2 separate regions of the Dromaius novaehollandiae genome follow, and region 2 is linked to region 1. Evidence: chromatin contacts called from public Hi-C data. All regions are on one chromosome and are shown on one strand. Each heading gives the region's core, a stretch centred on a gene start, on an enhancer-like site or on the middle of the called end of the contact. The rest is flanking DNA. Distances are from core to core; before and after follow the strand shown.

What was found. Hi-C and Micro-C count contacts between places; a contact is called where the count stands out from the background.
Region 2: a Hi-C map of brain shows a contact between it and region 1, with 6 times the contacts expected there. The contact joins the promoter of LTV1 here to the enhancer-like site in region 1. A contact is called at or near these places in 3 of 4 Hi-C or Micro-C datasets (brain, liver and ovary).

The regions. Positions count from the first base shown.
Region 1 is chr3:67,291,375-67,295,338 of bDroNov1.hap1, reverse strand. All of the region lies in intron 1 of PHACTR2 (phosphatase and actin regulator 2), which reads right to left. Among named protein-coding and RNA genes, the nearest start is that of PHACTR2, 13 kb to the right of the region's middle. Within about 2 kb of position 1,823, at least 2 of the 2 cell types and tissues checked have open chromatin away from gene starts, as enhancers often do.
Region 2 is chr3:67,433,672-67,437,378 of bDroNov1.hap1, reverse strand. It overlaps LTV1 (LTV1 ribosome biogenesis factor), which reads right to left and starts at 1,557. Exons shown (of 11, transcript XM_026121092.2): 1 at 1,176-1,557. The coding sequence starts at 1,178.

The DNA of each region.
Region 1 (3,964 bases), core at 574-3,073:
TCTCGTGGTTGCTGTGGAGTGAGTGGGTCTGGGCTTCTCCGTCTTGCAGATGTTGCCATGGCAGCTTGGGGTTTGCTTGATGTGTATGGATGATGGATGCTTGTCCTCAGGAGTTTTCCTCTACCGGAATCTGGCTAATAAGAGATTTTGTAAGGGTTCCTTTCTTCCCCCCCCTTCTTTTTTCCTTTTTTCATCTGCACATCTACGAAGAAGGTGGCCAGGGCTTACAGATAATGATGAGTGATCTGATTTACATGTCTTCTGATTTTGTTTGCAGGTGATGCATGGCAAAGACTACATTATATAATCTGATAGATTACAACTTTAATATATGTGGATTACATTCTATAAACTATTTCAGTCATTTTCCATTGAGTCATATTTCATAATCATTTCAGGGAATACTGAATAAATATTTGGGAAATATTTTGGTAGAAGAGTTCTTTATACATTTCATTTGGAAAAAAAATAAAATACAGCATGAGGTTATGGTGTAGGAAAACTGCTGTTGTTTTCTTTCACTCATATATATAATGCCTATACTTGTATTATTTCATACAGCAAAAGTTTCCTGTTGCACATGTGCTAACATACATGAACATTATTGATGTTGTCTTTGATACTTACTTATTTTCTGTGATCTACTTAACATTAGTGGGGTGATTATCATGAAATATATTTTAAAAGCAAAACTCCTTTTAGAAATGAAATGCCCCCAGGCCTTCCTCCTCCAAGAATAAAGTGAGAAAAGGGGAAAACAAAAGTATTTCCTCTTGTTCAGCTGTTTTTAAATTGAAAATGATGAGTGACAGCTGCGTTTTAAGCTTGTGGGGAAAGTCACAACAATGCCAGAATTTTCAGACTGGGAAAAAGAGTTCCTGTTTTCAGACTCTTTAAACCAGGAATGGGATTCTAAAGCTGCACTTGCAAATGTATCATATTTAAAATTCCAGTAGGCCAGGAAAATATCAAGATAAGCAATACTTACTTTAATGCACAATGCCAATGGAGGTCTAGACGTATTTCTGCCTACAGTTTACAGATCCTATTGAGTTTTGCTTTAGATAAAGACTACTAGAGTTCAGCATATACAAACTTTTTAGTCCAATTATTCTTTAATGGTTTCTTTTTCAGAAGACTACATAATAAATGAACAACTCAGCCTGAAAGTCTGTATTTATGATCCTGCTGTGGATCAGGGACAAAGCACTTTGTATAAATACTGGAAAACCTCGTTCTAATTAAAGTAGACTTCTCTCATAATGAATCAATGTCCAGGTGTGCAACAAGCTTCCTGCAAAGAATAATAGCTTCTATTTGTTCCCAGACAACAGAGACAATAGATGCACCTCACCTGCTCTTCAGCAGTTTCTTTGAAGGATCAATACAAAAACCTCCAGCCTCAACCAAAGTACAACAGAATCAATACCACAAGCAGATGAAGTTTCACCAGTACAACTGAGAATGCAAAGCTTGCAGCATTACCTCGGCTGAGTGAAGAACAGTGGCTGGTAATTACTTTTTATGTTGCTCTAAATATACATTTTATGGATTAAAAAACAAATGGCCTTTAGGAATTTTGAAAAGATGCCATCCTGTCCCATCCCAGTTTTATGATCTTAAAGACAGCTGAGTTTGTGTTTAAAGACACCAAATCTAAAAATGACTCTACCATGACTTCATCTAAAACAATAACGGCTCAGAGTAATCAATTAATTCTGCTACAAAAGGGCTTGCATCTTCATAGAAACAAGACTGTATTTTAAATCCTTGCTTTCATGGGAAGGTGTAGCGGTCCAGTCAGAAATCTGACACCCAGACAGGGAATGCGCTTGCCGATCAGCATAACAACCACCCCATCTAGTGTATCAACCTCACACAGCAGCAGTCTTGTTGAAATACAAAATCTGTCATACAGATTTTTTTCCTACCATAATTTCCTAGCAGTCAACTTTGCAACTAGAGAGGTTAAAATATCTCACAGATAGGTCATAGATAATAGGAAGTGCATCAAATGAGTCATAAAATTGAGGAGAAAATTAGGAGCATCTGGTACAATGTGCATTGCTGGCGTAACAGAGAGCTTTTTTAGCTGTGGCAACAAGTTAAAGTCCAGATTTTGCAGTAAACATAAAGATAGTCTTAGCTCTGAAGTACAGTCCTACTGAGTCTTCTGTGGTAGACTCGGTGTTCTTAGGCTCTCCCATGGCCCCGCTGGAAAATCTCAACTCAGGGACAATTCTTCTGCCACCTTTACGGGAGGGCATAGCTACAGCTGGTCAAGGTTCAGCATGCCAGCTCTGCTGGCCACCACGGGCAGGTGGCTGGAGCCTTCCTGAGGTTATTGATGCTGGATGGAGAGTAGTTATCTCTTCGCACTTTTTGCATGCTTGTTGGGCACTCCAGTGCAAAGGAACTGGAGAATAAAGATTTTCCCCGAGAAGGAACTGATGGAGCAGAATGAAACGCAAGAGTTTGCTGGGGATAAAGTGGAAGAGGCAGAGCAGAATCAAATGACTGTTCTACATAAAAAAGACCATTTGCTCTGTTTGTGGACATACTGGTGGGATTATCAAGGAACTAACAAAAGCAGCAGAAAGAAGTAATTGCTTCTGTCCCTGTTGGGACTCTTTCACATTTTAAATCCCCTCTGTGTTCCTTTGCTATCTGAGCCAGTACTTTTTTCCACTGGATCTCCCCTCACCTTAATTACTCCTTTGATACCATAATAAAAAGGGTGAGCTGAATGGCAGGAGATAAATCTCATGTCACAGAAGAGCCAGCATGCTCCTCACTCCCACTCATAAGAAGAAGAGGTGGGAATGACCCTGTGAAATCCCATCCTCTTCCTGTCCTTAACTAAGCATAAGGGATCCTAGCAAAATTCTCACCCCAGGAGAAGATCAACTTGCTCAAAGCTAGGCTGGCTGGAGTCCTTCACACCATCAAGTGCATCTGTGTGTGGCTTTTACAGAGGAAAAAAAAAAAAAAAAAAAAAACAGAAGTCACTACACAATGCTATATCTTCAATGGAATGGCCACAGACACTTTCCATTTGCTCTTTGCTCAATTTCCTTTGGAAAACAATCTCTAAGTACTTAGGATGGCTCACTTATTTTGATCATTATTAAGCATGGGCAGCCACAAAACATGTTAATACTTCTCCCATCTGCTTAAATCAGGACATTGTTAAGAGGCTGGAAATTTTAAAAAAAAAAAAAGAAAAAAAGAAAATCTGTTCCCAAAGGGAGTTTTCTCTCCCAAAGGACTGTGATATTGAACTACAAGTCATTTCATCTTTTTAAAGGGTTTTGAAGAGGCCTTCCTGGGATGAAAGCTGAAATAATGTATTTCAGCCTGAGCCAAAGCCCTTTGAAATCTATAGCAGCGTTGCCAGCCACAAGTACACAAACATCATGAATGAGGCCTCCAGAACCACAAGGCTGACCTAAAAACCATATCACTTCTTTAAAAAACAATAGATTTCTCTGACTCTTTGTCTTCTGAGTTCTGAATGCCTGGCTATGGCAGGATCATGTTTTCAGTAGTTTTCCCACACCAAAGAAAAGATGCCCAGCAACCATTAAAAAAAAAAAAAAAGAAAAGAAAAAAAGAAAAGAAAAGAAAACTGCGACCGTAAGAGTCAAACCAAAACAATCAAATATATCGGAAAGTCATGAAAACACAAGACTGCATCGGACTTCAGTGGCAGTGCACCTGTGTGTTTAAAAGAAAAGGACTGCACGGTAGCTGAATGTGAAGATTTGAGTGGGTCACAGTAACAGTGATGGCTTGGCAGGATCGCACTGGCTAGTTGTCATAGCCTGAGCTACAGGCTCATTTAAGCACTGCTCACTGTGCAAAATGCGCTGGGTCTTCTCTTTTTCCTCAAAGGCAGTGCATTTGCTGGGAGATCAAAACATCCATATCATCCACTAACACTACCCCAAATACACTGAAATCA
Region 2 (3,707 bases), core at 308-2,807, 140 kb before region 1:
ATCAATATGAAATAAATACTTTATTATGGCATACACATCTTAGCATACAATCCTTCAAAGGGCTTTTTAAAGCAACTGCTTTCTAAATATTGGGGCATATCTGAAACAAACTTCATCGAAGAAACACAAGAAACTGATAGATGGAAATTCATCTAAACAAACATAGCCCCTTGAAAATTGTTTAGACAGATGTTCCCACACAAGTATTCCTAATTAAACCCTACAATTATCAACTGCACTATTATGCAGACTTAACTTGAACAACACAAACACATCCACATTCTGGATCAAAAAGTTTGAATTTTTCTTACATAGGTAAAAGCCATGTAAGTTACAAGTTAACACATCTGACTGGAAGAAACATTTTTATTAAAATTTATGACTTTGTTTACCCACTAAAATGTTTTGATAGCAAACATATGGAACATGTAAACTATTGTACTGATCTAACCTATTTTCTTTTAATGTATAAGACATTACATGCTATTTAGTGCTAAGGTCCCGAGCACATCAACTATCAAAATGGATCTCTAGTTAAAAAAGAAAAAAAGGAAAGAGAAATACCCTGTGCTTTAAAATCTTAGAATAATCATAAAATGAAACGTAAGAAGCTCTGGGAAGCAGACAACACATCACCCCTACGAGCAAACTTTCTGCTGACTGGTGATACAAGTGACATGCTTATAAAACAGTAACGCTGCAGGACATCAAGCAGGAAAGCTGGTCACCGCCTCTTGACACTGGCTTACACCGAACCCAGAAATCACTCCAGGAGCACGTGCCAGCCTCGTACAAGCCTCAACCATTCCTTGGCAGGCGGCACAAGCCGCCTGTGAGAGGCAGGCTGCGGCTCCCAACCTCGCCCAGCCCAGCCCTGAAAGTGAGGCGTGTTTCTCCCCTCCAAAGCCCACTGAGGAAACGGCCTGATTTCAACCCAAAACCATTGGTGGGGGGAGGGGGGGAAGTGCGCTAAGGAAGGGTGGGTGGCAGTTAACCGGCTCCAGGGTCCCGCCTCCGCCCCCCCATCGCGGGCAGGGACCGCCCGTCTCCCCGGTACAGGGGCAACGGGCGGCCGCGCGGGCAACGGCGCCGCCGCCGGGCGAGCAACCGGCACAAGCGCGCGGCCTCGGCGGCGACCCCGGCCCGGCCCCTCGCCGGCAACGGCCGCAGCTCACCATGACGCGAGGGCGGTCCGGCGGCGGGGGTGAGGGCTGCTACCACACGGCCGCTCGCGGCCTCCGCTCGTCCTCACGTCGGCCCGGAACCGCCGAGGCGTCACCACGGCCGAGCTGCCGCCTCCATGCTGGAGGGAACCAGTGACCACGGAGGGAGGTCGATAGGCTGCCGCAGCGGGCAGATTGTTTGTTCCCAATGACTACAACAAGAGCTTTCGCAGGCTAGATGCAATTTAAATTGAAAAAGAGGCTCTCTGAGTGCACAGAAGGAACATCTTCCTAACCCTCCACATCCGTGTTTTCTTCCCTCCCCCCCCAGTTTGTAGAGAATGGTTCCGCCCGCCAGCAGGCCACAAGGGCGAAAAGCTTCGGGAGGGCCAAAGGGCAAGGAGCGTGCGCAACTGCTGGCCCCGCGCACCGGAAGGGGCGGGAGAAGGGGCGGGGCTAGCTGGCAGGATGGCGCGTGTTAGGGCCCAGGGCTCCGCCCCCTGCTGCCTCCGCCCGGCGCGTGCTCGCAGGCGGCGGGGCGGGGCGGGGCGGGGCGGGGCCGGCCGGCCGCGGGATGTCCGCTAGGGGCGTGGCCCATATTTCTTGTGGTGCTTACACTCCTACTAGATAAACTATATTTATGCCATGTAGCATGTCTGTGTGCACACTCGTTCACAAACACACACAGACACTCACTCCTTGCTATGAAAAAATATGCTTGGAATTTTAGGATTATGTAAAACTGTTTTGTTACATTTCAAAAGAAAGTGTAAACCACAAAAAGGGAGGAATTTCTTCTATTTGTACATAGACAATTAAAAAATTTACAAACAGCTATTGAAAGAATTGTTACTGACAATTAAAAGATAACTATTTTTAAAATAACTGTTCTACACATTATGTGTGTATATCTAAGCACGCAAATATATGTATACCTTAAAATAGTAATGGGCTGGAATCATGTTTCAGTGAATTTCAGTATTTTTCAGTAGGTGTCACTAAAGCTCTAAAGGAGTATAGATTTTTGCTTTTCTATTGTTTTCTGAAGTCTTGAAGCTTTAAGATGGGGTTCACCACATTAATCCTAAGGAAATGGATGATACTAGGGAAATTAGGCTTGTCGGCCACCATAACAGGGCCCGACCCTAGGTTCCCGCAGAAAAGTCAGAGCCAAATCAAAGCAAATTAAATAATTAAATTTTAATGACACGCGTGCAGTAATTACAGCTCGAGCTGGGTGCCTCTGAAGAGGGACCCCGAACAAAGAAATCCCTGGGCAATCATACCTTCCAATCTAAGCTCTCCACCCCTCACGCGGTAGTTTGGACCAATAGTAATATTTTGGTCTGGGGTCTCATGCTCCTTACTGGGTCTCATCACTGTCCCTAGGTAGGCTGTTGTATCTTTACTGTTGCGGTTTCTGTTGACAGATGTGTCTTGATTCCTGGGGTCCCGCCCTTGTCTCTCAAGGCCCTGACAAAAAGGTGTTGTTCCAGCAATTAGCACTGCCCCAGCAGTGACAATAGGTGTTATCTCTCAAGGTCCTGACGAAGGGGATATAATCCAGACCCTGAGATAGTCCAGACCCCCCCTAATCAACACTGTTTCAGCCGTGAGAGGAGGCTTTGTTTCCCAGGGTCCTGACGCCCAAGTAGGCCTTATTTCAAAGCCTTGACATCCTCCCTTTCAGAGTGTGAAGCACAGGAATGCAAACTGCTTGCAACTCCCTTATCATTCCAGCTTGAACCAGCTCTCAGGCCCTTTTCTTACTGAACTAGGTAAAAGTTCATTATTTTATCTAAGTGCGGCCTAAGGCTTCAACAAATTTAGCTACTCATGCTAAGCAAGTTTTATATAAATTGTGCTATGCAGCTACCTCTAGACAGTTTCAGCTCAATCTTCTTTAACAGATGAGCTAATCTGGTCCGCTCCATCAACGACTTCTGTACCTGGGGGATTCAAATTATCCCTGCTTATTTCTGAGAAAAGCCCAGAGCCTCCTTTTCTCTTGCTTCTTAAAAATATATGGTGGCTATCTAGTGGCTTTCAGCCACATGAAATTTTAATTCACACCTCACAGAGTCTGGAGAGTTAGCAATCCTTTGGCTGCATGCTGTGAATGGATTTTTCAGGATTGCACTGAACAGGACTAACTCCCTCCCTATAATATGTCTATGCTGCAAAACCAGTGACAGAGCTGAGCTAGCTTTTAACTAGGTAACTTGGATAATGGGAGTGGAATAGTCAAACTGTTAAAAACATAGTGCTCATCATTTCTCTGCAGGGTTACAAAGTAAATTAGTCCTTATTGCTTCCAGGCCCCTGAACTAACTCTATTATCCCTACAGAGCACTGTGTCATGCAAAGCACTCATCCTTGGACTTAGTAGGAGGATTAGTCCTCATAGTGAGAAATGGACAACCCCCTACCCAAGAGTAGCAATACTCTCATTCCCTATGTTTAAAATCTGGTCTAGGAGTATTGGTCAGCTTGGAAGTTGGAAGAACTAGCTTTTGCTCTCAGTTTCATTGCTAATCATGTTTC